Linked DNA regions of Ostrinia nubilalis: region 2 is linked to region 1. A link is a contact called in public Hi-C data. All regions are on one chromosome and are shown on one strand. The core of a region is the stretch at or near the end of the contact, and the rest is flanking DNA. Distances in the headings are between cores, read along the strand shown.

Evidence for each region. A called contact is a pair of places that touch in the nucleus more often than the background predicts.
Region 2: a contact with region 1 is called in a Hi-C map of whole body, with 10 times the contacts expected there. The contact joins the promoter of LOC135073840 here to the promoter of LOC135073829 in region 1. A contact is called at or near these places in 2 of 5 Hi-C or Micro-C datasets (both in whole body).

The regions. Positions count from the first base shown.
Region 1 is chr8:6,681,745-6,685,461 of ilOstNubi1.1, forward strand. It overlaps LOC135073829, which reads right to left and starts at 1,716. Exons shown (of 5, transcript XM_063968029.1): 1 at 1,500-1,716; 2 at 1,230-1,421; 3 at 724-862; 4 at 197-338; 5 at 1-101. The coding sequence starts at 1,628. It overlaps LOC135073849 (ras-related protein Rab-27A), which reads left to right and starts at 3,236. Exons shown (of 5, transcript XM_063968066.1): 1 at 3,236-3,546. The coding sequence starts at 3,403.
Region 2 is chr8:6,947,012-6,950,728 of ilOstNubi1.1, forward strand. LOC135073840 (cell division cycle and apoptosis regulator protein 1-like) reads left to right here and starts at 1,656. Exons shown (of 15, transcript XM_063968055.1): 1 at 1,656-2,458; 2 at 2,590-2,732; 3 at 2,984-3,209; 4 at 3,613-3,717. The coding sequence starts at 1,802.

The sequences.
Region 1 (3,717 bases), core at 466-2,965:
GATTGGATATAGAAGATGGAATTTGCTTCAGTTGGGAGTCAGCCTCCATTTTTATTGTAGGTTGTATTGACTGTACAGATTCTTCTACTGTTTCTTGTTTTCTGAAAGTTACAGACATAAGGTATATAAAATTGTAAGAAATATGTTAATTAAACATTTAACTCAAAAACAACATAAAAAAAGCTTATTAACTTACAATTTTGTTACATCTTCAGGGACATCCAACTTTACTTTCAGTAAATCAGTCACAGTATCAGTTGAAGATCCAAAATACTCTTCATACATTTTATATTTGCTCATCATTGCTTCTTCATTAAATTGTTTAGTCTTTAGAAACTCTGGAAAATAATAAAATAAACATAGTTATTGCATTTTCACAACCAAGTTCAAAGTTAATCATTAACAATACTGTTTAAATTGTGGCTTGATGGGGTCAGTGGACACTAGATGATTGATTCTCAACTTTATCATTGAAGCCTTAAGGCTTTCTGCATCAAGAGCTAAAAAGAAATTAAGAATCATCTTTTCAGCCAACGGCAGTGTACTCCAGATGTATGCCTCAAAGCGTAATTTCCTTTTTCAGCCAGGTGCTGCCAGCTATCTTCTTCAGGTTTACAGTTCATCGAGCAAGGATATAAAGATAAAACTCTGTTTGTGTTTCAGTGAAATGACGTCCACTGCTGGACAAAGGGGAGGTAATCCACGACAATAAAAAAAACTTACTTATAGCAATTTCACCTCCCATGAGTTTATACTCTTCAATTTCACTATCCTTTTTATTCAGCAGCTCACACAACTCCGTTTGACTAGATTTTAACTCACTGACGGTTACCAGTAGTGGTTGGGTAACTTTTTGGAAAAACTGCAAAGTGATCAAACAAATTAATGTTTAAAATGAATTAATCATGCTATTTAAATTGTTCTTCAATTATGAATACTTATAGTTTGCAGTAAGTCATAATAATGTTTGCTAACTTGTTTTATAATGAAAAATAGTTTTTCACTTTTTAGGATTATTTGCATTAGGTGCGACTCTTTCTTGCCTCAAAGCAGGGGTCTCCAAACTTTGAAGCCTTGGGGCCATAATAATTATTTCGGTATGTTGCAAGGGTCATAACAATTCGCGGGCCGGATTGATGTTAGTGGCGGGCTGGATATGGCCCGCGGGCCGTAGTTTGGAGACCCCTGTCTCAAAGATAATAGCGTCATTTGACAATGTTTATACTTACTAATTCCCTAGATCCTTTACAAAGTTCCAACTTGACTTTAAATGGATATGGAAATGACATAGTCAACGTAATCGCTAGAACATTGTTCTCAGTCTTTTTGTCAACACTTTTTAGGTCGCCTGGATGGGTCAACACATGAATTCCTTTCTGGATCAAAGTTTCTGTGGGCATCTCCAGTAAAATATTACTGTCCTAAAACACAGCAAGTCATTAATTAACAGATGTGGAAACTATGAAGATAGCAATAATTACATTGAGGCAATTACTTACTTTTAGACTACGAACAAAAGTAGTTTTCGATAAATAGGAAAACCACACCGAGACAAAATCTGTTACAAATATCTGGTAGTCGTCGGTGAAAGTTAAAAATAGGTTAGTATCCTTGATTCTTTTCCACATTTTAAATAATCCTAATGCACTGCTTACAGTTCCTTTTAATTAAAGAACTTTTGGTGCTGATTAATTTGTTTGTAAACAACTCTCTGTCAATTTTATAACCTCAAAATGTCAAAATCTTTTTTTTTTATGTTATCCATCATTTCCTCTATGATCATTTTACCCATTTTATTGTCTATGAAACTTGATGTTAGTAATCGATTCTTCAATTGAATGATTTTAACTCATCAGTGGCACAACACTATTAACGAAATTCCATTTTCTTGATGTTGGCTGCTTTGGCTGTCAACCAATGACTAAGAAATAAATAGATTGAGCGGGCACGTACCACGCCGAGAAACACACCGAGAAACAGCGCCAGTGCGCTATGATATGATATTAATTTCTTCGGTCCACAATAAAAATTTGCGAACCCTTATTCAATGGTCAAAAATCGTCAACAAGTGTGAATTTACGAAGAATTAGGAATCGGATCCATCGGATTTATACACTCACGGATCGCGGGATAAGATTGCAGGTGATGAAAGAGCCCTAGTCCAAGACTGTATGTAGCATAGAGAAAAGTAATACATAGGAAATAGAGAACCCTCTCTGTCAAATTTTTGAGCCTACTAATTGACAGCCTGGTGTTAAATTCCCTGTACTTAACCTACGTACGTAACGCTCACATACATACATAGTACACGCACACATACATACATAAAGTCCACGCACACATACACACAGTTCACGCACACATAGGCCCTCATAACCTTCAAAGAATTATTATTTTTATGATGTACAATGTAGAATTTTTTCAAATCCATTATTTTGAAAATATTTATCTTTATGGTGTACGTATGTATTATTTTCAAAACAATGGATTTGGAAAAATTCTACATTGCACATGGAAATGCAAATAAGTAAACAAAAACTTTTGAATTTAATAATTTTACTTTATTTATGAACACACATAATATTATACACCAAAAGCGTCTTTTCGCAAAGTTTTCAACAACACTAAAAAAGCATTTGCACATTGAGAAAACTCAGATCACTTGTGAACATAACAGAAAGTTTCTTCGCGATTCACGAAGGAACGAACAAAACTCCAATGAACCAGAACAGCAGCAGGTACGATGGAATGAACTTGAATTTGACTCGACGACTCTTCAATACTTTAATAGGGCCACAGAAAACTTAAATGATGGCTAAGAAAACAAGAATGCATTTAACATAACAAAAACAACACCGGCCATTTTGGAGGAAAAACAAAGTTGCCATATGTTAAATAGTAATTTCTACTACTCTATTATGTAAATTATAACAAAAATGACAATGTTCAGTTTTAAATTAAAACAAATTAATTTCATTTAAAAAAAGTTTTCACATTGTAATTAACAATATTCTCAAATATATTTTAATTAAGAAAAAAATGAAAATATGAAGGAAACAGGAGCAGCGACATCTAGAGCGTTTTAGGGTAGTTAAAAAGTATTTGAATTTATTCACCGATGTCGCTGTTTGGAAGCAAGTTTCACTTCGATGACCGTTGTATGGAAGTTTCCACACCCTGGTATGTAGCACCTGGACATAAAAAAAAGAAAAAAAACTTGACAACTTCACTTCAAACATTTTCAACAAGTCAGTCAATAAACTGAAATTGTTTTATTTGTTATCGCTTCCACAACAAAAGACTCATCACAAAAATCAAGCTTATTCTCATGGTCCATCCTGTTCTCATGAAAAGTTACAACACAGACTACTTATTTATCGTACTTATTCTGCTGCCAGAAATATGGACTACGATTATCTTATAAAACTGCTTTGTGTAGGGGATTCTGGTGTTGGAAAGACGAGTTTTCTCTACAAGTACACTGATGGGGTATTTCATACCCAGTTTATATCCACTGTTGGCATTGACTTCAGAGAAAAGACCGTCGTAAGTACCTATCTTTTCATGCACTATCTGGGTTGGCGCCATATCCAATTATCAACCCTGAATAAGTTTTAGATGATAATAATTATTCATTTGGTTCATTTGCATGACTTATCCCGTAATTTAGTAGTATTCAAATTCTTGACAAATAACATAAGTCTGTTATTAAACTAG
Region 2 (3,717 bases), core at 406-2,905, 270 kb after region 1:
GTCCATTGTGTGAAAGGAAAAAGTGTGTGACTCGATTGACTTGTTTATAATTGAGAATGTTACTAGGTATGCAAAATCACTTGAAACCTATGTTACAGTTAAGGTTTTACATTTACAAATACATTAGTTTTTATTTCATTCAAAAATACCCAGTAGTTATGATTTTATAGGCATTCAAAGTTCGCTTAAATATTGAGTCCCGCCGACGGTCACGTGACCCCGTGTGACGTACATTCACAGCGTCCGCTCACTAGAAAACGGATATAAACATACTTAAATATTTTTTTTTTGTAAATACAAACTTATTATACATATTAACACCCAGACCCATCACAGAAATTAAAATTGAACCAAACCCAAACTTGATGCGATTGTGTCGTTTTATTGCGAATTACCTTCCAGCTCCATCATTAGACCCCGATTACTATATAGAGTTAAAATACTCATCAATACAAAACGAACGAGCCCAAACTCGATGCATTTAAGTCGTTTTATTATAGAGTTCCTATGGCCACCTTCCAGCTCCATCATCAGATCAGCTCCATGTCATCATAATATTGCATGGTCATCCAAATCACATGTGTTTGCGAAATTTCAGCTTAATCGGTTGCCTGGAAGTGGGTCTTAATTCAGTTTGCAAGATTCCACCCATACAAATATGAGCCAGTCGTTGTAATATGACGTCACGCGCATAAAATGGCGGGCCGGCCGCCGCCCGCACTTTTAAAATTCAATATCTTGGAAACTAATTGACGTATCGAAATAATTCTTTCACGTGTATTTTTTATTTTTAACAGAGAATACAGAAAGCTAAAAAACAAAATTAGTGAACATTCTTCATTGTTGTAATAATAGGGAGTGTTTTATCTAGAGTAAGCTTAATCATTTTACAGTTTATCGTTCGATTAATGCGATGTGAGCTTACAACCAATATTAAGACCAATATCCAACGAGGGTCGAGGAATAATCTAAGCAAGGAAGCAAGAACGTATTCAAGGACGCTTTTTCGCCTTTACTATCGCTTTTTCGCCTTCAATCAATATCGCTTTGTTATCCTGAATAAAATAAAATGAGTTTTTGTAATCATCAGCCACGCTGATGTCGTAGTCAAGCCTATCAGCTCAGACGAGCCCAATGATTTTATCAATCGGAACTACAATCGATTATTAAATTGAATTATTGCAAACGAATAATACAAAAGTTAGCACAGCCCTAATTTTTTTCCTTTATGTTGTCAATACTGTATGTCATTGCCCTTTTCCGTTCATAATGTTACCCATTACAAAAATATTGCATGTAAATGAGATTTAAATTACATCTAGTAAGACATAAGCCTAACTGGTTCTACGTCGAAATTACGGCGAAGATAATGATATTATAACGGCATAAAGTATGTAATTAAACTAACCCATATTACAACTTACGAGTATTTCAATGAGTCGATCTAACCAATTAATATACTCAATTAATGACTTTTTTCTTACTATTTTATTAAAATTATAAAATCTTAGGCCACGCGAAAAAAAACATATTTAGCTGAATATTAAAAGAAACTTAATAAATAAACACTATATAAGCAAATGTTTCTTTTAGGGTAAAATGGTTTTCACGCTGGTATCCCCGAAAGCAGGCGTGCGTGAGGCCGTAAAAAAGCGGAAACGCGCGCCAGCGCCATATTGTTGTGACCGTGCCGCGACTGTGAACGCGTCTCTCAGTGTTATTTGTTACGTGATTACTGTCGCTCGTATTGTTTTGTGAATGGAATATAAGTGTTCATAAACTGTTACCAAAGTGACCTACGATGCAATCAGGGAGTGGTACGAAAAATCCACCATGGGCTCGATCCAACGTGAATACAAACATGACCGGCATGAATCCTCAAATAATGGATCCTAACACCATGATGACTCAACAAGGGATGATGCCATTTCAACAAACACAGGCGGTGTTTAATCCTGGAATGATGCAAGCCCAAGGAGGAATGGCTATGCCCATGGCCGGTCAGATGCCGATGAATCAGATGGCCCAAGGTCAAATGTATCCCGGTAATGTCGTCGCGTATCCTACTCCACGTGCGATGAACCCTGGCATGTATCAAAACTCGCAATCTAACTCGTCTCAACCAAACAGTGAACAGCGTGTGTTCACAGGAACTGTGACAAAGACACACAATGACTTCGGATTCGTCGACCATGATGTGTTTTACCAGACATCGGTCTGCGCTAAAGGTATCATTCCAAAAGTAAACGACAGAGTATTGGTAGAAGCTACCTACAACCCTAACATGCCTTTCAAATGGAATGCTACCCGTGTACAAGTTTTGCCCAAAGGAGGGCCCAATCCAAAGGGAAACAATCCAAAATCTAATTCATATAATGCAGTGCCGCCACCTTCAAACAAAAAGCAGCCGCCACCTCGCCGAAATAATGATGATCGGCCACCTAGAAGGGAAGAAAGAGTAAGTTCTAAATTTTTGAGGTTATATTTTTTTAGTATTCCAGTATATTCTATAAAGTTAATCAAAAATATGCAAAGCTTTGTTTACATATCATAAGCACTCAAACTTAAATCCTATATTTGTTAACACAGAAGCGATCTCGCTCAAGAAGTCGTTCCCGATCAAGGATAAGCGGCCGTAACCGCAGAGATTCTCCTCCTCGCAAGAGGCCTGTAGTTCACCAACCATCGCCTGTCAAATACATCGTCAGAGTTCCTCGCATACCTCTGGATATGTAAGTATTGCATTGTAGGAATTTGATTCATCAAAAATCAAAATTATAAAAATCATAGATTTATCATGCCCTATTTTAATTTGTTACAATTTTAGTTAAAAAAATACCACTGCAAATTGATGTTTTGCTGTGGTCTTTTTTTAATAATTTTATTGCAAGTGGTATTTTTAAAATATTCAATTGCCAGTGGTATTTTTTAATGATTCAATTAGCATTGATTGCACTAATCTAATGACTATAATTTTTTGCAGCCAAAAGATGGATGTACCTGGACTTTCTCAAAGATACACCAATTTGTACATCCCTTCTGACTTCTTCAATGCTCACGTCAAGTGGGGAGAAACTTTCCCTCCCCAAACACCATTTTCATTGAACAACCCTTGTGGATACCACATCATGAGCAGAGAAATTGATAACCCCAACCCGAATGACTCCGTGTTGGAGCCTCCAGATGCAGATTACAGGTTTTCAGCAAAGGTAAGGTTTTTGCTTTTTGAACTGCGTCTTTGGTCTATACTTTACTATATTGAGATTATTGATTGTAGTAAGAAAAATATACACAATAATACCATGAAATTACATCATGTTTTGTAATTACATGAACATGGTATTTTTATTTAGTATATTGCATCTTGATAATTTGATGTGCAAGGTTTTGCAATGAATATGGTATTGACTGATTAGTGCAACATAATTAGCACAATTTACTCAATTGATAATATTTTATCCTTAAAAGTGTCCTTTGTTTGCATAAATATTCATACTGATGTGTGTAGACCTTTTATATTTGATCAACTTGAATTTATGTGGCATTCACATGATTCACACAATAGCTACTTTGTTTCACAACTATGTACTTGACACCATTATTTTATTTCAGGTTATGTTGATTAGTATGCCTACGTTAGAATCCCTCTATCAAAAGTGCGGATTAACCAAAACTGATGACAAAGATAAGCGTCTTAGTAAATCACCATTACATCCA